Regions from separate parts of the Xenopus laevis genome. Here region 2 is linked to region 1. The links are chromatin contacts, called in public Hi-C maps. All regions are on one chromosome and are shown on one strand. The core of a region is the stretch at or near the end of the contact, and the rest is flanking DNA. Distances in the headings are between cores, read along the strand shown.

Region 1 (5,350 bases), core at 1,635-4,134:
GGGGCAGCTGGGAAATAGACAAAATGTCTAGCCCCATGTCAGATTTCAAAATTGAATATAAAAAAAATCTGTTTGCTCTTTTGAGAAATGGATTTCGGTGCAGAATTCTGCTGGAGCAGCACTATTAACACTAAGGGGCTCACTCTTGTACTTACACTCTATGTGGTCTTTTATGACCCAACACATTTATGGTCACCTTCAGGTCAGGCTGGCACAGTTCTGGCAAGGATAATTGGAGGAGCAGATGATTCGTGCACCCATCAAAGTTCAGTCAAGTGGCTGTTTCCTGTTATCACTGACCATTTACCAATAATTGGTCATTTATGACTGATGATTATGGTATTAAGACAAGGGTAAGATAAGCAGAATTACAACAGTGATTAACTGCCCCAAGAAAGCAACTCAGGCACAATGAACCAACTCTAATTCCCTCATTAGACCACAACTACTAACAAATGTGTCAGTTACTTGGCATCCACTTGGCCAGTCACACAGACATTTTTGTACCTTTTGAAACCTTCCATTGACTGAAGTTCCATCAAATTAATTGTAGCTCAGTGGCCATTAAGGTTGTACATTTTATTGTGGACATACACATTTCCCATGTTTGCTACAGAGTGCAATGCATCAAACTCGTCTTGTGATAGACAGGGTTATCTATGCGATCATAACAAGTAATTGTAGAGTTGTTTCATATTGTAAATGTTTTGACACCCTTTGGGTCAACTCCATATTGAGCTAGAACTCTTTCTTTACGACACTACAAAGGGAAACACTAGAGGAGTAGTTTATTAGATAAGTTGGTCATTACCAATTTATACATGCACCGTCAAATGTAATTGCAGCCAAACTATTAATACCGGTTATCAATTATTGTCCTTTTCTATGACTTACTATCAAAGTATTCACTAATACAGGTATATGATCTATTATCCGGAACACCTGGGACCTGGGGTTTTCCAGATTATGATCTTTTTGTAATTTGTATCACCATCATTTAAATCATTTAAACATTAAATAAACCCAATTTTTTAGTGGTTATGCCACCAATATGGAGCTTAGATACCATCAAGTACAAGGTACCGTTTTATTAGAACAGAGAAAAGGAAAATCATTCATTAAAAATGAGAAGTATTTGCTTTATATGGGTTCTGACAGAGGTGGCCTTCCTGTAATTCAGTGCATTCCTGGATAGCAGGTTTCCAGATAAGGGATCCCATACCTGCAATATATTTCAGTTAAAACCAACTTTGTATTTCTTTTGCATGCAGCTTTGTGAGATTTTTTCGAATAAAGCTGCTTTTCAGGAAGAGATAGGAACTGGAGCCAATACTTATAACTATGGTTGGACTGGGATGGTAAAAAACAGGTGGGCACAGACTTCATATGCCCCACTGACCCAAGCCCACTCTCCCTAGACTCTGGAAACCCTTCCCTGCCCCCCCCTCCCCCTCATCACAGCGACAGGTAAAGAAGGTAAAAGAGACACGTCGCTGAGGATGGCCAGGAGACCAGTTGCCCTTGTGGGAAGGTCTGTGCAGAAGTTGGGAGGGGGGACTCGTGGGAGCCGGTGGGCTCAGGACACTCCAGTCCAACACTGCTTATCACTAATCCAACAGATAATATATATGTGTGTCCAACAATCTGCAATTACAGATAATACCTCTCTGCCATTCTTTTCTTCTTTATGTTTGGCATAAGCCATTATCCCCCTATATCACACTTTAGCAAATGGACTGCTTAGTGTATGTATATGTCTATGCCTAATAAAGCATATACCTGTAGTTCATTAGGAGTGAAGCAGGTTAACATTGAATTGGTTAATTTAGCTCATCTTCTCGTAAGTTAATACGACTTGGGTTTCTGCACCCATTTGTTGTGAACGTGGGACAATACTGTCAGTAAGTATATAATAGGACGGCAGACAGTATCAGATAGGTGTAGCAGTCAATACAAGCACACAGAGATTAGTAGGGGTGTGGTGCAGAAGGAATGAGAAGGGCTCACTCTGCTGGAAGCACAGTATCACTCAACAATATAAACACTAATAATGACTACAGTGTGTGCACCTGCTAGACACAACTAGGATAGCAGCATTTTTGATTGTAAGCTCTTTTGGAAAGGGCCCCTCTTTACTGTTAGTATTGATTACTGGTTATTTTGTATGTTTTCTTGTATGTTTAATGTATTGTACAACACTGCAGAATATGTTGGTGTTTTATAAATACATGTTAATAATGATAATATTAATTTGGAGAGCTTTGTCCACTGCTGCTTTCCATTAACCAAAGACTGTACACAGACCCAGTACCTCATGCAATTTGGCCATTTCTGTCTCAACTGTCTGATCACTGGTCTGTGCGGGGTTTAGGACCCACCTAAAGGACCTTTATATAACTGTATTATAGTGTGCCTTTTTACGAAGAAAGCTTTTTTCTGAAATAATAAGACAATGAGCATATAGTAAATGACTAATATGTTACATATTATAGGATTTACTCCTACAAATGTGTCAGCTGCAACACACCTCTTTCATTCAAGCATATATTACTCTCATTGTTGGGATATTCTTTGCTACAACATGGTCCTTTGTGCTGTCTGGCTGTTAAATAAGCTAGGCTCCGGTGTACAAGTCACTTGTGAGATTCCAGCAGCATCCTTCTACTGTATACAGTCTACTGTATACAATCTACTGTATACAATCTACTATATACAATCTACTGTATACAATCTACTGTATACAATCTACTATATACAATCTACTGTATACAATCTACTGTATACAATCTACTATATACAATCTACTGTATACAATCTATGTGTTTGTGGGGCGTTTGCTTCTCCTGTGAGTCAGGACAATGGAGTGTCGGGTGGGGGCCCCAGCTGGAGGGAGAGTGTTTTAAAATGTAAAGTTCCCAGATTCCTCTGAAGAAACTGAGAAGGGTATGAAGATCAGGGTAATTCCTAAATAAACAGCATTAGCCTTTACTTTGCAAAATTACGTTTGGTTTTATATATAGGAAAATACAATCTGATCCACAGCACTGGCCCGTATTAAAGGTAATTAAGGCAATTTGTGCAGAGGGCTACTAAATATGCCGCCTTTTATAGAAAATAGGGATCCCTGACCTTTTAAACCTGTGAGCAACATTCAGAAGTAAAAGGAGTTGGGGAGCTACACTAGCATGAAAAACGTTCTTGGGGTGCCAAATAAGTGCTGTGATTGGCCATTTGGTAGCCCCTATGTGGACTGTCAAACTACATTGAGGCTCTGTTTGGCAGTGCACCTGATTTTTATACAACCAAAACTTGCCTCCAAGCCTGGAATTCAAAAATAAGCACCTGCTTTGAGAGCAACATCCAAGGGGTTGGAGAGCAACATGTTACTCATGAGCTACTGGTTGGGGATCACTGTACTAGAGCAGGCTGCCTGCACAAATCCCTCCTGGTCTGGCCAGTCCTGTCATTTCATTTCATTATGAATTCCAGCTCATTTGTATATAGTTATACTGGCAGTACATTTCACTCAGTGCTTGCTTACCCAAAGGTTTATCTCCCAAATATTTGTAGTATTCTAAAAATAGCCATTAGTTGTTACTATATGTATATATACACTGTAGGTAGATAGATAGATAGATAGATAGATAGATAGATAGATGATAGATAGATAGATAGATCATTGATAGAATAGGTGATTGATAGATAGGTATATAGACATGATAGCTAGCTAGTGATCGAGACAGACAGACAGACAGACAGACAGATAAATAGATAGATGACTGATAGATATGTAGATGGACATGATGAAAGATACACAGATTTACCCCGTTTCACGGCGCAGAGCGAAGGAATCACAGGAGACGGTATTGCTCAAATATCTTGCGGCTTTATTTGGCACATCGAGTGGGATTCTAGCAGTGGGTTGGTGTGGAAAAAGGTTTTTCCACACCAACCCACTGCTAGAATCCCACTCGATGTGCCAAATAAAGCCGCAAGATATTTGAGCAATACCGTCTCCTGTGATTCCTTCGCTCTGCGCCGTGAAACGGGGTAAATCTGTGTATTGAAGTTACCTCCTCTACGAGGTGAGGAGGATCCCGCGAGAGCTGCGACTGAAGGTAGAGACGCTGCACAGTAAGGGTGAGCTCCGATTTAATATCTAAACCTGTCTTATGATGAAAGATAGACAGACAACTTGCGCAGGCGCATGCTTAGCCGGCGCCTCGCCGGCCAGGTTGCCTAGGGCGTCTGGCCAGTCTGGCCTGGCTTTAATAGATAGATAATTGATAGATGATTGATAGAATAAACAAATGATAAATATGTATATAGACATGATAGCTAGCTATATAGTGATCTTGACTGACAGAAAGAGAGACAGAGAGATAGATAGATAAATAGCTAGATGACTGATAGATATGTAGATGGACATGATAGCTAGATAGATAGCTAGATAGATAGATAGATAGATAGATAGATAATAGATAGATAGATAGATAGATAGATAGATAATAGATAGATAGATAGATAGATAGATAGATAGATAATAGATAGATAGATAGATAGATAGATAGATAGATGGATAGATAGATAGATAATAGATAGATAGATAGATAGATAGATAGATAGATGATAGATAGATAGATAGATAGATAGATAGATAGATAGATAGATAGTCAACCTCATTTAGGGTTGAGGGACGTTCACCCATCTTTGTTTTGTATGGGGTACAAGAAACAAGGTAACACAAGAGCATAGTATTCTGTCTGTCCCCCGTCACGATTTAAGGTCCAGTGTCAGTTTGTACATAATAGGGCACCTTCAAGATCTCTGTGCACCTTGCCTGTAAAATACTAAGTTGAACCCAATGACGCTCATCTTTCCATGACTGACCCATATATTTGAAAGGGAGAGCAGCCATACAAAGGATTTGCTTGCTGAATCCTCTATAATAAAAGAGCCCCTGGCAATTTGTTACTGAGAACCCAGACAGGACGCAAAACAAAATGGCAGGCCCAGTAGACTGGAGGCTGTAGTTTCCTATTTTAAATAACTGAAAACATTTTCATTAAAGTTATATGTTCATTCGGTTATATGAATAGTTTTGTGATCTTACATGTATGCCAATATAAAGAGCTTCATTTATGTTCCCAGGTAATCACTAGGGGTCATTTATTAACATTAGGCACCATGGCAGTATAAATGGAGCAGGGTCATGGAGTGGATTTGCTTTTCTCAGCCTGAAAAAATACACAGGCTCAGAGCTGCAGAGCCTATTTTTTTTTATTGAAAAATATACTTTTATTAGAAATATATATATATAATATAAATATATAAAAAATAAAAGTTTTCC
Region 2 (5,346 bases), core at 1,218-3,717, 71 kb after region 1:
TTGTACAGTTTAGAGTGGGATTAAGGACTAAGTAGATGCCGTGGGGTTCAGACAAACATAGGACAAATACATATTCATAAATTATTACACTAGTAATGGAACCCCGGGCAACAAAATAGTTGTTTTCATCAAAGGGGTTGTTCACCTTTGAATTTACTTTTTAGTATGATGTAGAGAGTGATATTCTGAGACAACTTGAAATTAGTTTTCATTTTTTATTATGTGCAGTTTTTGAGTTTTTTTTAGCTTTTTATTCAGCAGCTCTCCAGTTTGCAGTTTCAGCAATCTGGTTGCTAGGGTCCAAATTACCCTAGCAACTATGCACTGATTTGAATAAGGGACTGGAATATAAATAAGGGAGGCCTGGATAGAAAGATGAGTAATCAAAAGTAGCAATAACAATAAATGTGGAGCTATACAGAACATTACTTTTTAGATGGGGTCAGTTTAGATTTGAAAGGTGGAAAGAGTCAGAAGAAGGGGAATCATTCAAAAACTATAAAATATAAATGTTGCAAAGACCAATTGAAAAGTGCTTGGAATTGGTCATTCTATAATATACTAAAAGTTAACTTCAAGGTGAACCACCTCTTTTCCAGTACAAATATAAGGATCATTTCTATTTGCTGGCTACAAGTGTTTGGGTGGCTTATGTGCAAAGTAAAGTAGATACTACAATGGTCAATTCTCATAGAGACCAGATGTGCCGATTTTTGGATCGTGTGTGGAGAGTGCCGACATCTTTCGTCCGGCGGAGATCGGTCGTTTGGTTGATTGGACAGGTTTGATTTTGACCCGACCAATCCAGCCGGAGCCCATTTCGCATCGTAATCGGATCGTTCGGCCATATGGCCGAACGTTCAGACTACCCCCGATATAGACATGCTTGTTAATGGCATATCGGGGAAAGATCCGCTCGTTTGGCAATATCGCCAAACGAGCGGATCTTTGTGTCTATGACCACCTTAAGATGCATAAATCCATATCGGTGCAACCCTTTGGTGGTTTTTAATGTTTTAAAGGGGTGGTTCACCTTTACAATAGCCCATTCCATGCAACTTTTCAATTGGTCTTCATTATTTTTTTGTACAGCTTTTGAATTATTTGCCTTTTACTTCTGACTCTGACCCATCTAAAAACAAATGCTCTGTAAAGCTACAAATGTATTGTTATTGCTACTTTTTATTACTCATCTTTCTATTCAGATCCTCTCCTAGTCATATCCCAGTCTCCTATTCAAATCAATGCAGGGGGCCATTTGTTTGTAAATGATGGATAACAAACCCTTGTTTGTTATCCACCATTTATTCCCTGTTTGTTATAACTAAGGTAAAGCACTGTGTATCTTGTCGGCGCTATATAAATAAATTATGATGATGATGATGATGATGATGATGAATATCACTCTCTTCATCATACTAAAAGTTAACGCAAAGGTGAACAACCCCTTTAATGTTTTGTTAGTAGACTTATGGCATGATGTCATGAGTTATGGAAAGACAAATGGGGGTCATTTATCAACACTGGGCCAATTTGCCATGGCAACCAATCAAATTGTTGCACTCATGGTTCTACCTGCAACTGGCTGAAGAAAGCCAATCACTGATTGGTTGATATGTCTTACTGCCCATGGGCAAATATGCCCAGTGTTGATAAATTATCCCCACTGTCTGGAAAATCATAGATCTCAAGCATTCCTGATAATAGATCTCATACCTGCCATTTATTTGTCATCAGACAGCTGACTCTGTGACTTGCAAGCCTGTTGATTTGAGTACTACAAGACTTCTCTAAGGCCTCTTTTCTCTGGAACTCTCTGCCTCGAGCTGTCAGACTTTCTCCTTCTTTCCGAACTTTCAAATGCTTCTTAAAGACCCACCTGTTTAAAGAAGCTTATTCAATGTACCTTAATTAATCAATCATTGCTGTATCATGAATCACAAAATTGTTTCTATAATCCAAATATCTCAATTGTCCAGTAACCTTTAGTCAATAAACTCTCGCACGTAGGCCCCTCTAATCCTATTGTACTCTGTAAAGCCTTGTTTGTTATCCCCCATTTATCCCCTGTTTGTTACAACTAAGGTTAAGCACTGTGTAACCTGTCAGCGCTATATAAATAAATGATGATGAGTACGAAATGGGGTATAGAGAGGTAATAAGCACATCCTCGGCTGTCAGGACAGAATGCCTGAGCCAGCAGAGGTTGCTGGTAGCTGTAGGAATTTTCAGAGACATGTACAGTAGTTGAGAGCACACAGTTTGGCGTTTACTTTTTAGGCGTGTGGTGCTACCTGACACATGCTAAGAATTCCATTCGCATAATGTATATAACTGGTTCCCAGGAGGCGACCTCCCTGATGAAAATAACAAGCAGCCTTTGCTTTGTTACCCAGGGAAACAGGAAAAGGTCTCCCTGCCCCTGTTCTCTGCCACTTTCTATGGAAGCATTGAAACCAGAATGCCTTTAGGCTTAGGCTTTACCTAAGGCATCAACTGACCAAACCAGTTCCCTGATCCCTCTTCATTCCATAGATATAAGCCATGCTGAAGATTCCTCCCAGGGGTATGAAAGACAGGTATCTGTTGAATTCTGACTTTCAGACCCAGAGAAGTATTTACAAACTCCAAAGTATTTACAAATCTCGTTCTGATTTGTGAGAATGGGCACATAGTTTATAGTGGTATGACCACCCCAAATGACGCCAGCAGTCGACTTCCTTATATCTTGAGCTGTTCGGCTGCATTCCTGCATTACAATGCACAGCACAACTGACTCTTGACCAAGTAAAATGTGTAAATGAAAATGCCTTGTCCAGATCTGAAAAACAGCAAATGCAGTGATTTGTCTTCGGGTTTTTATCAAGTTCTGCACATAAAGTTCGAGGAATATTGCTACAAATGTACAGCAAAATTAAAAACTGGTTAATGTCTTTCCACTGCAATAATATATTTTTGCTAAAGTTTGCAGGATTTATGTCTGAAAATAGACTCAAGACAAAGTCCTCTCATTTTCCTTCTCACATTTTCTTTATTATATAAATATGAATACCACAAAGCACCTCAACAGTTTGATACCAATATACATAGGACTAGGATATAGGATACCTGGTGTGTAAGAAACCCTGTAAACAAAACAAACCACCCTTGTTTTATGAGTTGTAAAAGCCCATATTAGTAAGTTGCCTCCATAAAACCATATATTTTTGGAAAGTACACTTCCTGAAGAATTACAAAACAAACTGGTAAATATTTCCTTGTACACAACAGGTTTCTGCAGATCGAGTCAAAAGTCTTATTTCACACATGTTCTTTGGTAGAAATAATAAAGTGGTCGGGGTTTAGGCAGAAAGTAACTGGGTAACACGCCTGGCTATCCTGCTAAGGTGCACCGTCCCCTGTGTTTTTAGCATTTTTTTCCATTACTTTGCTGATCTGGCACCAGAGTGATATCACTTCTGGTTTTACTGGTGCTGAGTTGAAATGTATGTGAATTATTTTAAAGCCGAGTTGGGTAGAAGCTATGGTTAGAGGAACATATCGGGTGGAGCGTGCAGGTTGGGTTAGGGCTCAGCAGTAGGTCCAACACAGGACTGCTAACCAGACCTGTACAGGACTGTACCATGAGCCTTCTTAATAGTGTGATGCTTCGTGCACATGATTACTCAATGTTTAGAATTCCATTCAATTATTACAGTAGAACCAGTGTGGAGTAAGGAGGAAGCAGGGTGATCAGAATTGCAAAAGATCACTATATATATGTATTGCAGTCTCATATGTGTCACAATTTTGTGATATACAAAACGACACCCAAGCAATGACCTATTATCCAAGCCACGCAATTATGTCTAATGTACCAGGGTATGGTACTCTCAACTGAACCAAATGGATATAAGACATACTGTAGCACTTTTGCTGCTTTAAGCAGTGGATAAGGATTCACTTTTTGCCACTGATACTATACATTTAATACCACAGTTGCCCATATCTTGGCCTTTTTATCCCAAGATGAAATACCTGTGAAAATACTTTCCCTGCTGCCAACCAGTTCTTGGGTTACATAAACACCAGGAGCTTTTTTTTTTTGTAACTTAAATTTTATTTTTCATCAAAGAAAGATACAGCAATAACATGTCTGATACAATTCTGGCACAGATCATTGAAAAAATGATATGAGCTTCAAATAACATGTTGGGGTCCAGTGCATACATGCATGATACATGTTATACATGTTACATCGTATATATAACAATGAGTATTGAAACATGTATATAAAGTCAGACATCAGACATCATGAGAAAGGAGGAAAAAAGACAGATAGAGTTCAACTAAAGAGGGGGGGGTGGGAGTAGTAGGGGAAGGGGTTCTAAATTCACTGAATGCTAATCCGTATTACCATACCATGTGTGTGTAGGGATCACAGTTGGGTGGAGTCTGAGAAAAGCTCCCAAGGAGACCAGACCTTGAGATACAGGGGGATTCTGTTTTGCATCCTTGCCAAATTGTATTCATACCGTTTGATACCATTAACCCTTTGTTGCACTTCTCGGAGGGAGGGGATAGAAGAGGTTTTCCATTTGGCAGCAATCAAGATACGGGCAGCTGAAAGTATCTGATTAGCCAGCTTTTGCATGTGCTTAGAAAGCTGCTTCTACGGTTTCCCCAAGAGTACATGCAAAATGCATTTATCCAGAGTTTGATGGGTCACCTGGTTTAGCAGAGTTATAATGTCATCCCAGAATGTTAGTAATCGGGGGCAGAACCAGAATATATGGGGTAAATCCCCTCGGTGCCCGCAATCTCTCCAGCAGCTAGAGGAAGTTTCTGGGAACAACCTATTGAGCTGAACTGGAGTGTGATACCAAAACATTAAAATTTTAAAAACATTTTCCTGCTGCCTAACACAAGTGATCCCTCTTTTGGTATTATCCCAGATCGCCTCCCATTCCTTAATATCGATCCTTCGTCCTACACAATCATCCCATTTTTGCATATAGCTGTGTCTAGATTCTGTTTCCAGGGAGGGGCTGACTAATAACTTATAAATGGAGGAGATTAAACACCAGGAGCTTTTTGCATTAAAGGGGTTGTTCGCCTTAAAATAACTTTTAGTATGTTATAGAGAGCTAATTCTGATACAATTTGTAATTGGTTTTAATTTTTTATTATTTAAGGTTTTTTAGTTATTTAGCTTTTTATTCAGAAGCTCTTCAATTTGCAATTTAAGCAATCTGGTTGCTAGGGTCCAAATTAACTTAGCAACCATGCACTGATTTCAATAAGAGACTGGAATATGAATAGGAGAGGCCTGAATAGAAAGATGAGTAATAAAAAGTAGCAATAACA

Evidence for each region. A called contact is a pair of places that touch in the nucleus more often than the background predicts.
Region 2: a contact with region 1 is called in a Hi-C map of animal cap, with 4 times the contacts expected there. A contact is called at or near these places in 3 of 4 Hi-C or Micro-C datasets (the XL177 cell line, the XTC cell line and animal cap).

What each region holds. Positions count from the first base shown.
Region 1 is chr2L:156,408,322-156,413,671 of Xenopus_laevis_v10.1, forward strand. No RefSeq gene overlaps it. Among protein-coding and RNA genes, the nearest start is that of LOC121399663, 16 kb to the left of the region's middle.
Region 2 is chr2L:156,479,719-156,485,064 of Xenopus_laevis_v10.1, forward strand. No RefSeq gene overlaps it. Among protein-coding and RNA genes, the nearest start is that of bcdin3d.L, 18 kb to the right of the region's middle.